2 separate regions of the Sus scrofa genome follow, and region 1 is linked to region 2. Evidence: chromatin contacts called from public Hi-C data. All regions are on one chromosome and are shown on one strand. The core of a region is the stretch at or near the end of the contact, and the rest is flanking DNA. Distances in the headings are between cores, read along the strand shown. Region 1 overlaps LOC106509892 (a long non-coding RNA gene). Region 2 overlaps LOC106509892 (a long non-coding RNA gene).

Region 1 (4,138 bases), core at 1,357-3,856, 71 kb before region 2:
CAAACAAATATGACTAGCATCTATGAGGATGCAGGTTCGATCTCTGGCCTCCCTCAGTGGCTCAGAGATCCAGTGTTGCCATGAGCTGTGGTATAAGTTGCAAAGCCATCTCGGATTCTGTGTTGCTGTGGCTGTGGCATAGGCTGGTAGCTGTAGCTCAGATTTGACCCCTAGCCTGGGAACTTCCATATGCCACAGGTACGACCCTAAAAAGCAAAAGCAAAAAAAAATTATCAGCCTTTGCAATTACTCAACTCTTTGACATTGTAGAGTGAGAGCATACAGACAATATGAGAATGAATAGTCCAGTAAAGATATTTACAAAAACAGGTTGTGGCACAGATTTAGCTTGCCTACCCTAGAGCGTGGCCATGTGTGCAAGAATGGGAGCCACATCTCAAAATGCCATCATGTCTATACATTTACATTAAGAATTGACATGATGTTCTAGAACCTCTTACTTACTGCAACACATGCTCTTCATTTAAATTTAGCAAATATTTATTGAGTACCCAGGGTATGCTGAGCACAACACCAGTCACCAAGGATACAAAAACAAAGGAAGTCATATCTGCTGCCCACTAGGCTCAGAGACTAGCAATAGGAAGATCAGATAGACAAATACAGAATTCAGCAAGTGCTGTGATAGAAATATACAGACACAGACAAGTGACTCCATCAGTTCACAGATACCAGCAGGCACCTACTATGTCCCAGGTGCTATGTTGGTCCCTGGGGATGGATATACAATATACAGAACCGACACAACCCCCACCCTCATGTCCTGACAGTCAAATGGGAAAACTGTCTCAACAAATACTTTAGTAAATATTTATAAGTGTGCAAAATGCTGAGAAGTACTGGGTACGAGGAGAGCATCTGGACATGTGGAATCTGGAAAAGGGAATTTGTCTGGTTTGACTGGATTATGAGGTGGGGGGACATGAACTGAAAGGTGAATTAAGGCCCGACCAGAAGAGCTTGAACACCAATAAGGAATTTGGACTTTATTCTGGAGACACCTGGTAGGCATCAAAGATTATTGAACAGGTGAATGACATGACTAGTCCTTTTGAAAGAACACTCTGGAAACCATATGTAGAGTAAATTGAAAATAGAGAGGACTGAGGCCAAACAGCCTCAGCCTCATCATGGCCTTAGTGGGAAACCAATCAATGCACAAAAATGGCAGGGAGGAAGACCGCTGCATAAGCTCCAAGTGAAATGAGAGGAAGCTGTGTGCAAGCTTTAAGTATGTCTTAGTTAATAGCATGTTAACTTTTGGTATAAATTTTGATATGGTGGTGGCATGTCAGTTATCTGTAGATAACATCATCATTTGCTCAAATACACTGGCCTAAACCTTTAATCGTTTATGTTTTTAAACAAAATACCTGCTATTGATTTGCCTGTTAATTTTCCTAGAACCTGCTTTTTGCCTGTATAGTTCAAAAGCAAAATGATCATAAATCAACGTGATTACAGACTGCAAGGCAGTGGCATTCACATATGTGAGATTTCTCCCTGGACCTGCTGATTTGTTGCTCTGGACAACTACTTTACAAAAAGTGTGCCAATTATGTATTCCCTTGGCTCTATAAGAATTTACAATCCAGGAGATTTCTAAAGGCAGTTGTCTCATTCAATGGCTTCACTGTGGAACGGACCCTCCAACTTCAACCCTAGGAGATGACATTAGACTCCTCTCTTTCTATAGCCAGTTACAAGTCCAGTGAAAATCTGAGACACAGGAGTTCAAACTGTGTCTTAGATTTAGTCTTTCCTTTCCATTGTCGCTTCTGCCATGGCAAAAGATTAATAGTGTATGTGTCAGGAAAAAAAAAAATAAGGAGAGATGATGAGAGACGGCAAGAGCCTTGACAAGCACAGTGGCTTCTGGATAAAAGGCCTTGGCCCAAACAACGCCAAGGTTGGCATTTCCCTGGTGGCACCAAGGCATCATTACCCTCATCTATAGCAAAGCAGAAATCTCTTTTGAGAGTCAGAATATCTCACAGGCAGCAAAACATATGCAAGAGCTGTGAATAATGGAAGGTCTTGTAGGGCCGAATCCAGGAAAAAGATGAAGTAAGAGTGAGGAAAGGGTTACAGGTCCCTGGAGGCTCCCTTCATGCATATGTGAACTGGGTATCTGCAGAAACACCCTCCTGACTGGAGGGCAGCTGATCACTTCTGCAGCAGTCGTTGGTTTTAATATCTGTGTCCTAATTTATTTGACATCTGCAGAACATCCAAAGAAAATATTCAAGTCCGGGATGGGCAATCCGGCTGCTTTCTGAGTTCATCAAATATCTCACACTCCTTTTTCAAATGTTTTCAGTTTTGCAAAACTCGAAATGCATTTTGCCAAACATGTTCTCTGTTAATGTTTATTTAGAAGGGAATTTAATCCGTATGCTGCTGATGCATTTACACTTAACTCATCAAAATGTTTTACTAGAGTCATTTGATGTCCAAGAAACCTTTTGAGTCTTTTTTATAAGCCTCTTCAAGCCCATTTTGCTTCGAAACAGGAAGTCGCCTGTTACTAACCATAAACGAATGCAATCCCCAGAGGATTTGGTTTCATTTAAGACACTGAGAGACCACAAGTTCTCAGCCTACCCTGATTTTCCCCTGAACCTACTGAGAATGGGCCGTGCACAAATGAGGTGCTGTTATTATTTTCCAAAATAAAATCCTTTCTGAAGAGGCATCTTTCATACAACTCTTGGGAAAGACGGTGACCAAAGCAGAGCGCTAAATCATTGGCTTTGCAGGCTGCACCTGGTCAATGTAACTGTCTCCCTGTGATCCACTTACCATTCGGAGCTCGTTTGCTAGTATTAATAGAACAAATAAAATGGAATGGGAGATAAAGATGCCGGGATAGTGATTTCTTGCTTCAGGAAAACCGTCCTGGGTTACAGACCAATACAATGTTCCCAGCCATGAGCCAGGGAACCGACGCTGATATAAACACAGCATCCAAATCACAGAACATGACTTGTTTAAGGCTTAATTCTGTGAAGTAAGGCAGGAAACAAGATTTATCCTTCTGGGAAACTTTTGGCATTTGCCTCGAGCTGGGCTTGATTCCTCTCTGCCGTCCTCACCATCCATTATGGCTATCTGAAGGAAATCAATTTTTTGCCCAAACTAAGGCAAAAGAGAAATGTCTCCATCTGAGTCCCGTAGAAATCCTTCTATTTGACGTGGCGTTAAACAACAGAGAGCAAGCAGCCCTGATCTGGGAGGATCAGCCGTTGCTGTCCTGGGCCTTTTGGCTGTGAAGGGGAGTGAAATGAGTTGGGCGAAAGCCATTTTACAAACATAGTAAAAATAAATTTACTACACTCAATAATTGAATCTTAAACTTGTCACTATGGCAAACTCTAAATTATTCTAAGAGCCTTCACTGGGACTTGGCAAAAGTCGTGGGTGCTGAAGGTCAGTTTTCATGTATGAAATCCAGCTTAGGTTATAACTGCATGGGCTACAGAGTAAACGTTCAAAGGATGAATGGGCCATTGAGAAGTAAATCAGACTCCCCAGATGCTTAAATAAATCCTGGAAGGGTTTAAGCCATCAGTTTGGTGGGCTACCAATAGAATTGGGCTATTAATACAAAAAAAAATTGAGGTTGTTAATACCAAGTTCCCTGCCCCTCAACCGTGTGTGTGTGTATGTGTGTGCACGCATGTGCACGTGCGCATGCGTGCATAAGAGTTTGTTTCTTAACATGCCTTTATTTTTAGTTGATTTAGTTGTATTAAGTGCGCTCTGATTGGGCAGCAGAGGCTGTGACTTGGTGGTTGGCCCATGCTCTGACTCCTGGGCACAAAGCTGGAATGTTTACACTGGGAGGGAATGTTCAGACTCTGACCCAACCAGGAAACATTTCCGTTAACATCTGGCTTTGCTTACTTGTCCTAAATATTAAATTATTAATGGACTCTTAATATTAGACCATTTCATTGGTTCATTTTTTTTCTCCTTAAAATCATATTTAGGGGCCACTTCCCTTAGAATAAGGTTTAAAAACTCTCTCTTAGTGTCTTTCTGAATCTGACACATATAAAATTCTTCAGGGGACACAAATGAAAGAATTACCAAAGCAACAAAGACACAAAACTGA
Region 2 (4,046 bases), core at 305-2,804:
AAAGATGATACCTGGAGTTTGTCTAAATACATAAACTTTTTCTCTCCAACCTAAATTCCCTTATCTCTACAAGCAATGGCTATTTTGTAAGTAGTTCAAATCAATTCTCAGAATTTATCCAGCAACTTATCTACAATATTTCTGACTCTGTACTACTTATCTATTTTTACCTTTTCAAATTGTCCTTACTGTTTTTCGTAACTACTTTTAGAATTCCATTAAGACTCTTGTTTTGCACATGACTGGTCCAGCATAATTCACAACCACTTTCCAAACCCACCTCCCCCTACCCTTCACTGCATCATTGAGTTTAGGGTATAATTGACTAATTCAGAGATTTAAGCTACTGTTATCTCAATAGAAGAAACTGCCAGACTGTTCACAGTTCTCTTCACATATAGCCATATTGCAATTCTAAATTAGAACTACTTAAAAGATTATTTGGAAGGTTCTCCTAACCTCAGTATTGAGGAGATCTTGTGATTTGAAAAAACTTTAATTCAGTAAAGCTGAAGATCTCACTTTTGTAGGTACTGAATTCAGAGGCAAGCAGACAAAAGCACCAAAGTAGCACAATAGCTGGTAACATTTCCTATCGTGTAACAAATTACCACAAGCTTACTGGCTTGAAGGAACACTAAGTCATTGTGACACCGTTTCAGTAGATCAGAGGTCTGGGCCCCATGTAACTGGGTTCTCTGCTTAGGATCGCACAGGACAAAGTCAGGGTGGGGGCAGGTGGGGCTCTGGGAAAGAATCTACTTTCAAACTCCTTCAGGTTTTTGGCCAAATTTACTCTCTCGTGGTTGCTGGTTGCTGGAAGAAGGTCCCATTTTTTGCTGGCTGCTGGCCAGAGTTACTGTCTGTTCCATGGCCACCCACATTCCCCCTGGTGCTTTCATCAAGGCCCCTCCATCACCATGGCAGCTATGGCATGTCCAGTCCTCATCCTTCAAAGGTCTCTGACTCCGCCCTCAGCTTTTATGGACTGATGGTTATATCAAGCCCACCTGAATAATCTCTATTTCAAGGGCAACTGTGCCATTTGGCAAAGCACGAAATCACAAGCGTGATAGAAACATCGTCATACTCACAGGCCTGGAAAATTAGGTCAGAGCCTCTCAAGGAGGAGGAGGTCATTTCAGAAATTCTGCCTCCGGTACTGAGGCACTTTATTCCTCCATTTTATGGGGAAGCTTCAGAAACTGAGAGATGTTCTATGCAAGATGACACCTTCTGAGAATAAGAAGACCTTGAATGAAAAGGAAGTTTCCAGTAAACAAATGGGGAATTTTTAAACTGCATTGATAAATTCTCTGCGATTGCCAGTGGAGTGAAACTATGAAAAAGGCACAGATGATCTAACAAAGAAAGAAGAAAGGAAAAAATAAACAGAGTTTTGTTAGAAAGGATCCAGAAATACCAGGCCTGAGCTTAAATATACTGACATGAACATGAGACAAATGAAAAAAGATGAGCCATGAAGGGAAACCATGCAATCGAATAATCAGCGAGGAGGCTGAGCCCACAGAGGCCGGGGAGCTGATGAACACAGAACAGAGAGTCCCGAATGAGAATTCCCAGATGATGGAAAACACCAAGTAAACAGAGACCTAGCTCAGAGCCAACAAACTGCTTCGAGGCTGAGAAGTTCCAAGAGTTAGAAAACAGAGATGAGGGTAGTAGAGAGGAATCCGGAGATGTCACTCTCGTGGATCTAGTGGATTGTGAGGAGAGGAACATATATGAGCTACAAGCAGTACAGCAAAAGGGCCCCATTAAAAGGAAAAAGAAGCAGCAAGGCTGAGCAGTAGATGCCGTAGGCTAGGGATCTCTGACTCCTATATTGTTACATGCCTTTACTTACTTTACGTATTGTGTAACAATACACAGACTGTATATGCCTTGACTTTACGACTTTACGACTGTATGACAATCATATGCCTTTACGACTTTACGACAATTATATGCCTTTACTTCCTACCTGATTCCATGAAACAAATTAAAAAAATATTAAAGATAATGAAAGTGGGATGGACGGGGAGTCTGGGGTTGGAGGATGCAAACTATTCCATTTAGAATGGAGAGGCAATGAGGTCCTACTGCAGGGCACAGGCAACTGTATCCAAACTCTTGGGCTAGAACATGATGGAAGATACTATGTGCATGTATGTATGACTGAGTCACTATGCTGTACAGCAGAAATTGGCACAATCCTGTAAGTCAACTATAATAAAAATAAAGAAATTAGTTTTAAGAAAGAATAATACTGTTTTTAAGTCCCCCCCCAAATAAACAAATAAGCTAATTAATTAATTATAAAAAATTACAGATAATGAGAATCCTTCAGGATCTTCTGGTCTAACCTCTTTTCACAACCTGGTAAATCTAGGACAAGGAAGGAAAATGAACACGGCTGGCTCAAACAATGAACCACAAGCATGGTTAATTTTAGGAACGCTAGTCCTTGGCTCCCCAGCCTACAGTCCTAGCAGAGGAGGCTCTGGTCTTCGCTTATAAGAGATAAGATAGCATTCAAAGATAAATCTTATGCTATTTAATAAATAGCAGCTGAAATGTAGATTTTATCCAAAGGTGGACACTTTGTAAGATAATCATTGTGGGTCTCCTTTTAGGACTTTTCAAGAAGACTCTATATACTTATTTGTTCCACACAAGTCCCACTTGTCTTAAGACCAGCATTTATTTTTTCATGCATGGAATTGGGGAGTGAAATTTTGATTTTACTTCAACTATCAATGGCTTTTACATGATGAAGATTTCTGTGTTGGTCAAGGTAGTTCTTATAATTTTATCAAGCAAACAAAAGTACTTTAAATAACTTGACTGTTAAAATTTTATTTTCCATCCAATACAACTGGCATGAAATGTGGATAACAGAGAGATGTGGGTTCTATACATGAATTCACACATCCAAATGAGACAACTAATTGTAAAAAAATACCTAAGACCTTCAATTGTTGGACCTTAGTTCCTCATTTGCGAAAGGCAGAAGGAGCAGTAGATTATACTCTCCTTGTAGTGCCAATAGACAATGAATCTAAGCATCTCAGGGCCACAAGGATGTTTGCTGGGCTGTGCACTGCAAACTTTAAGAGGTTGCCATTCTCATCACAGCCTATCTGAACGGCCCCCCTTGCAGGTGCGGAATATGAAAACTGTGATGTTATATGGGGTGTTATACAGGAAGAATGCATCTCAAAAGCGAACATTATAAAAATCAGAAGATAGTATTAGTACACACAGCCTGATAAAGAATCATCTCACTTTTGCTACAATTCTCCAGAAACCTCCCAGTATTGGCTGAGAAGAATGGAAGCTACTCCTTTTGTTCCGGCTGAGAAGAGCCCCCTTGCTGTAGAGGTACCATTTTAAATTAGTGATAAGGCTGCTGGATGACTGTCCTGCTTGCAGTCAGGGGCATGAGAAAGAGCCCAATAACAGTCGAGGAAAGGAGAGGGTAGTGATGAGCTCAGGTGTCTAAACATAGAAGAGAAGCCAAAAACTGAGGAGGAGATTACACAGGGAGCAGACCAGTGGAAGGACTGTGTATCCTGTAGGCATGGTGACAAAAACCAGTAATTAAAAATGCTCAAAATCAATCCAGCCAACTTTATTAAGAATAATACTTTCCGACTACAAAGGACTTGAGTTAAAGGCACATCCCCACATGGGCATGACCTTTAATATTGATTCTTATAATGACTGACATTGTTTTGAGTTATAATCTATAATGCAGATTCTTTTGAATTTTTGAGCTTACCTTGGGCCATCAAGATCGTAGGGGTGGATATCTGGGGTCTCTCTTCCAAGACAGGGAGAGACATTAATAGAGAGAATGGGGATTAAGAGAAAGAGAGATCTAGATCAAACCTTTCAAGAATCTTTTGCAGATTTTTTTTAATATTCTCTAGCTTTAGAAGAAATCATCAAATAGGAAAGTGTAATGATTTTCAAGTTAGGAAATCACCTTTTGCTTGACTCTCAAGATGATCCATATGCTTCAGCCTCTATAGCTCCACAAA

Evidence for each region. Hi-C and Micro-C count contacts between places; a contact is called where the count stands out from the background.
Region 1: a contact with region 2 is called in a Hi-C map of skeletal muscle, with 2.6 times the contacts expected there. The contact joins two enhancer-like sites. A contact is called at or near these places in 3 of 47 Hi-C or Micro-C datasets (heart right ventricle, mesenteric adipose tissue and skeletal muscle) and 1 of 2 datasets of contacts at active chromatin or transcription factors (skeletal muscle).

What each region holds. Positions count from the first base shown.
Region 1 is chr3:119,088,394-119,092,531 of Sscrofa11.1, reverse strand. All of the region lies in intron 5 of LOC106509892 (a long non-coding RNA gene), which reads left to right. Among named protein-coding and RNA genes, the nearest start is that of RDH14, 360 kb to the left of the region's middle. Within about 2 kb of position 2,606, at least 8 of the 83 cell types and tissues checked have an H3K27ac peak or open chromatin away from gene starts, as enhancers often do. A contact at or near this core is called in skeletal muscle, where this site is marked.
Region 2 is chr3:119,016,324-119,020,369 of Sscrofa11.1, reverse strand. All of the region lies in intron 5 of LOC106509892 (a long non-coding RNA gene), which reads left to right. Among named protein-coding and RNA genes, the nearest start is that of RDH14, 440 kb to the left of the region's middle. Within about 2 kb of position 1,554, at least 9 of the 83 cell types and tissues checked have an H3K27ac peak or open chromatin away from gene starts, as enhancers often do. A contact at or near this core is called in skeletal muscle, where this site is marked.